Linked DNA regions of Zea mays: regions 2 and 3 are each linked to region 1. The links are chromatin contacts, called in public Hi-C maps. All regions are on one chromosome and are shown on one strand. The core of a region is the stretch at or near the end of the contact, and the rest is flanking DNA. Distances in the headings are between cores, read along the strand shown.

Region 1 (2,777 bases), core at 229-2,728:
TATCCCATCGTTAGGCGTAGATTCTATACAAGCTGGCACAAAGACTACGGCTGCAATATGTTCATCAATCAGCCGATCAACCACATCATCAACCTTGTCATCATCAGATGTCATGACAATTGTCTCCTCATCGGTACTAACTGTGTGCTCCATATCCACGTTATTCTGCCTTACATCATCATGATCAACTGCTTCCTTTCCTTCAACACCGGATTGAGATAACATGGTGGCCATGGCGACGGGCAACGAGTCAATTGATTCAAGAGGCACCAGCCGCTCAACATTGGCAACAACTTCGGCACCACAAGCCAAGACGCCGATTGAGTCACCCTCCACAAATGGCTTCTCGTCGAAAAGCTCGATCACAGGACCTTCCTCGGAGACGAAGACCACGTCTCCATTTGGCCTGGCTGCCTCTTCCTCTTCCTTGTGCCCACAATCTGAGCCACGGGGCGCCGACGCGGTGAGCAAGAACGGTGGCGAGTAGAAGCCACTCTCGAGCGCGACGCCGCAGCAGGCGCAGGCGAGGTCCCGCTCGCCGAGCTCGCTCTGGCCCATCCATGACAGCAACGCCTTCCCGGGCGCCGCCGCCGCCGCGGCGGCGCAATCCTCGCACATGTCCCCGGCGTCCGCGAGCCGGCGGTGCGCGCTGCAGTACCCGACGCGCGACAGCTCGGCGGCGTGCACGTCGCACAGCAAGCGGCGCAGGGGCTCGGCGCCGACGCCTCGGTGGCGGGGGTGGGTCTCGAAGAGGCTGTCGACGCCGAGGCGGGAGCAGAGCGCGCACGGCGGCGCGAGCCCGAAGAAGGCGGCGAACCGGGATATGAGGTAGGAGAAGACGCCGTCGGCGAGAAGCAGCGCGATGAGGACCCACTCGAGCAGCGCGTACGCGAGCACCCGCGCGACGCGGTTGCTCTTCCTGCACAGCGCCGCGGTGAGGTTGGCGCCCGCGCCCGCGCCCGCCCCTGCCATGGGAGCCTGCGACACCATCCCCCCCACAGCGAGGTTACTCGGGACTCGCCGGAATGCGGTGGGAGCCGGCGCGGACCACGCAGGCTGGTTTCACCGTGGAATCCAAGGAAGCACAGAAACCAGTGCCTTCCGTCCCGAATCCTTCCCCGGGCGCCCGGAATTAGATTGGCACGGAGTGGAGGACGCAACCCGGACGTGATTCGCGCTAGTGGCAAGCGACCACTGACGGACTCGGCTCCTCTGGAGGAACGCACAAACTCCTCCCGAGGCAACGTGCTACTGCTACAGATTGCAGGAAAGACTCCACAGGTCGAATCGGGGACCGAGACCGAGATCAGGAACCCGGAAGAGGAACGAACGAAATCTTTACAGGGAGAGGAGGTGGGGCGGGGACTAGTGATAATGACAGGATTGCGAGAGCGGAGATAATTGGATTTTTGCCACTCACAATATTGTCTTCCTGTTATAATTACCACTGTGTCTATGAATTGTGGGTCCAGCTGGGTCTATGAAATGTGGGTCTAATGGCAATTTTACAAACCTGTTTCTTGCTGATGGCAAATATCAAAATCTCTCCAGGGAGGTGAGGATGCCGGATGCGCGACTTCGAACCCGAGAAATATCGCGAAAACGGAAAGAAAAAAAACGGGCGCTGAGTCAGTAATTCGCATTAGTGGGTGAGTCGGTGGTAATTAGCCCGCCGGCGACTGAAAAAAAGGGTCAGTTACGTCAGTAAAAGCAAGCAGAGCCCTAGACTGAACATGTAACTACGGTTCCTTTTCTTGCCGTTGGAAACGAGTCCTCCTTCAGTGCGTCATGCCGCCATTGGCCGATGAGCATCTTTGAAGGTGAACACGGAAGGAAGCGACGATGATGACTACGGCGTCAGCTAGATTCTGGTGCGTGTGCCAGTAGCATAGTGCAGTACGCAGCGTCGTCCAGTACTAGCATAGTAGACTAGGACGCAGTACGCGGTGTCCAGTAGCAGGAGGACCGTCTCGTTCGTTCTTTTCCCGTTTTCCGTTTCAGCAATCAGCATCAGTGGTGGATTTCTACGCGCCTGTCTTTTTCCGGGGACCGGCGTTGCGTCACCTGGACGGCGAGCCGGCGGGCTGATCGGTCCGGTCGGTCACCAACCCTCACCATCGCGTTGCGGCTTGGACGGACGGGCTCATTTTTTTTCGATTTTTTTTTCTGTCCACCCTATCCGCGACGCAACCGCGACCGCGAGCGGGAGGAAAGCGTCGGAACACGGAATCGGCACGGCAAAGTGGACCTGCAGTCCTGCCTGCGCTTCTGTTTATCTGTTTGGTTGGTGAGTTGCCTGGCTGCTCGTCGTCGTCCGCCCGGCTAGGCAACTGTTGCCCCTGGAGCAGTTTTTGCCTGCAATTTTTGTCGAGACTCGAACCAACCACACCCAACTGTCCGTACTGTCCTTGTCCCGTTTGAATGTATCAGATCATCCAGTCGTCTCCACGGCTTGGATCGACAGCTGCCTGGTCTTTGCCTGTCTATCGTTTGGTTTCATGATTTTTGCCTGTCGCCTCAAGCCAACGAAAGGGTTGACTTTCACCCATCAATATAAATTTTCATCTCTCCCCGGTGCTTCCGCAACCGCATATGCCAGAACTAGTGAGTAATTTTTTTTCATCTCTTCCCCTGCGGCTAGCGGCGGACCGCTCGCTGTTCGTCGGCGCGGGTGGCGGAGGTTATCCGGAGCCGATCTTGTGCTCAGCTCGAGCAGGATGTTGCTCACCGTGATGAATGCCATGAATTCGCCCAGCTCCACGCGGAGGTATTGCGAA
Region 2 (2,700 bases), core at 72-2,571, 210 kb after region 1:
AGTGGCTTCCCTGCTTCTTCACGCAGTCGTTCTGGATGTCCTTGTCGAGGATGTCGCTCAGCGTGCGGTACGACTTGCCGGCACCGATGAGATCGTTCACCTGGAAGGATAGATGGGTGGTATGAGTACGCAGTATTCACGCGGAGAAGCGGCGTTACGTTCCGTTGCCGGGAGTACGCGGGAGCAATTTTGATTGGTGCAGTGGTGCTAATAACGCCGACCATTGAAATACTGAAAGAGTCTGCACGCAATCGACCGCGAGTCAAATCAACGCGACAACTTTCTTTCCTGGAGCTTCCTTGAAGGAGAAGATTGCAAAGTTCGTTTTTTTTTCGGTGACGTGTGTTCTTTTCTAGAAAGAAGGAAGATCTGATGAAAGTAATAAATAATATGGCGCCATGTTATCCAGGCATCACTCGTTGGATTTCACCTCGCCAGCCGTGTAAAATCTTGGATTCCTGACACAGAGAGATCGCAACAACGGTACGAACTACAAAGCGAAGCAAACGATCCCGGCAGGGGCGAGAGAGAGAGAAAAAAAAGAGAGGAGAGATCGCGCAGAACTTTCGGATCGATCAGGCGCTCACCTTGGTGACGTACTCCATCTCGGCGAACCTGAAGGCCATCCCGAGGCTGCTGAAGAGCACGGAGACGAGGGCACAGGTGTCGCTGAAGGGCGCGACGCGGAGCTCGCCGCCGTCGGCGTCCATCCCGCGCACCAGCTCCTCGAACGCCTCGGCCACCGCCGTCAGCGGCGTCTCCATCCCCTGGCGCGCCGCCACGACAGCCGCCACCCCTTCGCACAGCTGCTCCGACGGCGCCTGCGCCTCCGCCGACGACCACGACATCTGCCTGAACCCGAGCATCCTGTCCCGTCCTCTCCCTACCTACTCTCTCTCCCACCGGAAACGCGTGATCGTTAGCGGGCGCAACGGAACGGTGGTGGCGCGGGGAGAGGCCAAGGACGCGCGGCGAGGTGTGCGAACGCCTCGCCTCCGCGCGCGGCTTGCTAGTCTGTGTGGGGGGTTGGGGAGGGGGAAGGGAAAAGGGTGAAAAGGCTGGCTGCCTATGTATAGGAGTCGGCCGGAACCTGAATTTTGCCATGGGAAGGAAGATCCGAAGAGGATCCGCGGTTTGTCCAGTCACATACTGCACAGCAGTTACTACAACCCCATTAATTATAGATTTTTTAAGCTAATTTAGTGATCGGAGAATTGGAAAGTATTCGTGAGAAAGGAATTCTATTGTTATCCAATTTCATGGTCACTAACCAGCCCTTAAAAGGTCTATAGGGGTTAAGTGAACAAAAATTAAGATGTGTTTTTTTTGAAGAGTCCGTTTCTACACAATTCTTTATATATTATCCCTTAACTCTTATATTTATGATGTAGAAGATTTAGTTTTTCATACGGTCTCTTATACTTAAAAATTAAAACCAATGGCAATAGTTTGTATATGTCCTAACATGTACATGAGCTTAATCCTAAAATTTACTTTTGTCAAAAATATCTAAATATAAAATATATGTGCAATCTAAATAATTTAACAAGACAACAGAGGCGACGAGTTTAGAATCATTAGAACTAGTTCACATTGATTTTTTCGAGAGAAATGGAATATTGACAAAAGAAGGGACAAGATATTTCATGATATTGATATCGATGTGTACTTGTTTAAAATAAGAGATGTGTATCTTATCTATTTCAAAATCTATAAAAACAAAATTAAAAAATCAGTTTGAAAGAATGATTAAACGCCTGAGATCTGATCATGATGGAGAGTATTTGCCAAACGAATTTAACTCATTCTGCGAGGAACATGATATCATTCATGAAAAGGAACGTCCCTATTCTCCACATACCAATAGGATTGTGTAAAGTAATAACAGAATTCTAATGGAGATGGTTAGCGCTATGTTAGAAACATCGAGACTCTCCAACTAAGGTCTTATTCGGTTAATCCCGTTATCCATGTATTGGATGAGATTAGAAAAATTTAAGGAGTTTAACTTACTTGAGATTTAATTTCACCCAATCCCACTCAATCCACATGAATTGAGAGCTAATCGAACAAGCCCTAATGATAGGTGAGGCTATAATGTCTGTGTGTCATGTGCTAAATAGAGTTACCATGAAAAATAATAAAAAACACCATTTGATGAATGAGAAAAGAAAAAAAAAATGAATTTCTCTTGTCTGCGAACTTGGGCCTGTATGGCTAAGTCATTGTGCCAATCCTAAAGAGGCGCAAACCTAGACCTAAATAGAGATAATTTATCCTTTTAAAGTCCTTGTGTTTGGTAATTTAAGAACCAAAAGAGAGTAAGAGACTAACAATTTGTCTATAGAAACCAAACACTCTTTACTTTGCTAGCCACATTATCGATACATTCCTACCCTAATATTATCTCAGTTCATAAATATATGACAGCGTTATTTTTTTTCGAAAATTTTAATCATTCGTCTTATTCAAAATATTTATTTAAAATGTAAAATTTCAAGTCAAACACAAACTAACTTAAGTGATAAAACAAATCAAAAAAATAAATAAATAACAACTCATTATATTTAATAATACAAATGGTTAAAGTTTTTTGTTTTAAATTCAGCGGTGTCATATATTTATGAATGAAGATAATATTTTCTTTTTTGTCCTGTGCCACTTACAACAAAAAAAAATAATCCACAAAAATCGCATTCG
Region 3 (2,700 bases), core at 184-2,683, 250 kb after region 1:
AACCAAGTCACGTGGGTTATTTTTTCTAGCTTATGTGTCCTGATTAAAATTGAAAAGTGGAACCTCAACACGAATTTAAAAAACAAAACATGCAACTAAGTTGAGAGAAGCAACAATTATTTATCGGGTACGGATATGGTGGAATTTGTAACCACGAGTATGCGTATGGATATAATAAGGTATGCACAGGTAATTTTTTGTGGATATCCAGTATTCATATCCGTTACCCGATGATTATCTGACATGTAGGCCATCCAGATTTAATGCACTATCCCAAAAAAAATCCTATTTTTCAGTTTTCATTCAGGACATGTTGTTTGGTGCTAAAATTGTTCTTTAATGTTGGCTGGAATGATGAAATTGTTGAATTATAATAAAACCGTTGTTTAGTGATGAATGTTGAAATTGTAGTAGGCAGAGCGAGTAATGGGCATCCATCGGATAATGAATACCCGACGGGTATGGGTATAGATCCATACCCATAAATGTTTAAATTGTTTAGTGATGAATGTTGAATTCATTATTCATTATTCAAAAGTGTAGTTGTGGTTCCTAATTCATTTTAGGCACTGTTTGGATCCTTGGAATTAAATTTTATTCTAACAATCGTATGTTAGACATAGATCAATTAAGTTAATGTAGTTTTATACAAAATATATTTGTATACTATGTTGGCCATATGGTATAGATATTTATATGGTACATTTCTATCTACTATAGTGGAGCGAGCCAAAGAACGTGTTATAGGTTGCAGAGTACAAACATACACTAGTAATGATACACAAAATTAATTTTCATTCCCTCGTTATTTAAATTTAGGATAGCCTTATATCAGAAGTTTGGAAAGTGGTGCAATGTAAAATTCAAAATCAAATATCCTACTATATATAAGGGATCCAAACGGTCTCTTAGAGGTATATCATTTTATTATTGACATATATGTGACTCTGGCAGCTATATATAATAAGACAGTGAACAGCAGCGAAGAAAGATCAATCAGTGCAGATGATTGTCCACGAGCTGCTAGTCAATATCCTAAGCATTCTGAACCTCATCGCATGCGGCATGCCCCCGTAGAAAGGCAAGTGAGAGAGGAGAGAGTAGCAGCACCGGCGCCCACGTCATCATCCACACCCCATGGGCCCCGCCGGAAATCCAACAGCGTGACAGGCAGCCCAATAGCATTCGAGCCCGGCGGATTCCCCGCGCCATGCCAGCCAATCGGCTTCAAGATAAGCATTTTTCCTGGGCCCACTTCACGCAGTGCTCGCTCCTCCTCGCGCAAACGCTGCCCAAAAGCGCATTCAGGGGCCCCGCATGCCCTCTCCACGATCACGACCGTGGATGACAACTGTCACTGGCCTGTGGGTCCGGGTTCTCCCGCGGGGTTCGCATTTTTTATATAAAAAAGGAAAGGGCTCCCGAGCTCGTCGCCACACTGTTCCCGTTTTTTTTGTTAAGCTCTCGCTTAACCTAAACGCCGGGAGCACAAGTGCTCGGCGAAATGACGAGCGCCGGAGCGGCGACAGGCGCCGCGCTAGGCGCGCGGACGGCGCGGTCCTGCGACGGCTGCATGAGGCGGCGGGCGCGGTGGCACTGCCCCGCCGACGACGCCTTCTTGTGCCAGACCTGCGACGTCTCCGTGCACTCGGCGAACCCGCTCGCGCGCCGCCACCACCGCGTCCGCCTCCCCTCTGCGTCCTGCTCCTCCCCACCGCGCGACCCGGACGCGCCAACGTGGCTCCACGGCCTCAAGCGACGGCCACGCACGCCGCGGTCCAAGCCAGGGGGGAGCAAGAGCAACAAGCATGAGGCGACTCCCAGCTTTATCGCCGCGGCTGCGTCGTCGGCAGCGGTCCCCGACCTCGAGGCGGAGGAGTCCGGCTCCGGTATCCTGGGCGGTAACGACGACCACCACGGGTTCCTGCAGGATGACGACGAAGACCTTCTGTACCGCGTGCCGGTGTTCGACCCTATGCTCGCCGAGTTCTACAACCCCGTGGCCGACGAGGGGGAGCAGAAGCCGGCCTGCAGCCTGCTGATGCCGTCTCTCGCGGAAACATCGCCGGAGTTCGCCTCCGGCGGCTCGGCGGAGGCGGACGGGCTCTCCGTGTCGTTCCACGTCCCGGACATGGAGCTCGCTAGCTTCGCCGCGGACATGGAGAGCCTCCTCATGGGAGTCGACGACGACGGGTTTGACTGTTTGGGTTTCTTGGACGAAGAGAAACCTCAGGTGAACGCGGACTTGGACGCCATAGTAGCGCCGGCGCCTGAACCAGAGGACAAGAAACGGAAGCGGCCGGAGATGATACTCAAGCTCAACTACGAAGGCGTCATCGCCTCATGGGTCCGTGACGGCGGCTCGCCGTGGTTCCACGGCGAGCGTCCTCACCTCGACTGTCACGAGCTATGGTCGGACGACTTCACGGTAAGCACTACGGTTCGAGCATGAGATCTACACATGCTCTGGCACTGTCTTGGGATAAATAACTGATCGGCTTTCCTTTTGCCATGGATCGCATGCATGCAGACGGGTAGCCGGGAACTCCTCGGCGGAGCCGTGACACCGGTGACCGGTGGCGAGCGTGAGGCGCGGGTGTCGCGATACAGGGAGAAGCGGCGGACGCGACTGTTCGCCAAGAAGATCCGGTACGAGGTGCGCAAGCTCAACGCCGAGAAGCGGCCGCGGATGAAGGGTCG

Evidence for each region. Hi-C and Micro-C count contacts between places; a contact is called where the count stands out from the background.
Region 2: a contact with region 1 is called in a Hi-C map of leaf, with 10 times the contacts expected there. The contact joins the promoter of LOC103625954 here to the promoter of LOC103625957 in region 1. A contact is called at or near these places in 5 of 25 Hi-C or Micro-C datasets (ear, endosperm, leaf and 1 more).
Region 3: a contact with region 1 is called in a Hi-C map of tassel, with 2.4 times the contacts expected there. The contact joins the promoter of LOC100283174 here to the promoter of LOC103625957 in region 1. A contact is called at or near these places in 2 of 25 Hi-C or Micro-C datasets (ear and tassel).

The regions. Positions count from the first base shown.
Region 1 is chr5:12,122,118-12,124,894 of Zm-B73-REFERENCE-NAM-5.0, reverse strand. It overlaps LOC103625957 (myosin-binding protein 2), which reads right to left and starts at 1,478. Exons shown (of 4, transcript XM_008646357.4): 1 at 1-1,478. The coding sequence starts at 990.
Region 2 is chr5:11,913,586-11,916,285 of Zm-B73-REFERENCE-NAM-5.0, reverse strand. It overlaps LOC103625954 (protein CASP), which reads left to right and starts at 1,321. Exons shown (of 18, transcript XM_008646355.3): 1 at 1,321-2,700. It overlaps LOC100278613, which reads right to left and starts at 1,173. Exons shown (of 4, transcript NM_001151835.3): 1 at 588-1,173; 2 at 1-100. The coding sequence starts at 866.
Region 3 is chr5:11,876,171-11,878,870 of Zm-B73-REFERENCE-NAM-5.0, reverse strand. It overlaps LOC100283174, which reads left to right and starts at 1,433. Exons shown (of 2, transcript NM_001156076.2): 1 at 1,433-2,428; 2 at 2,531-2,700. The coding sequence starts at 1,505.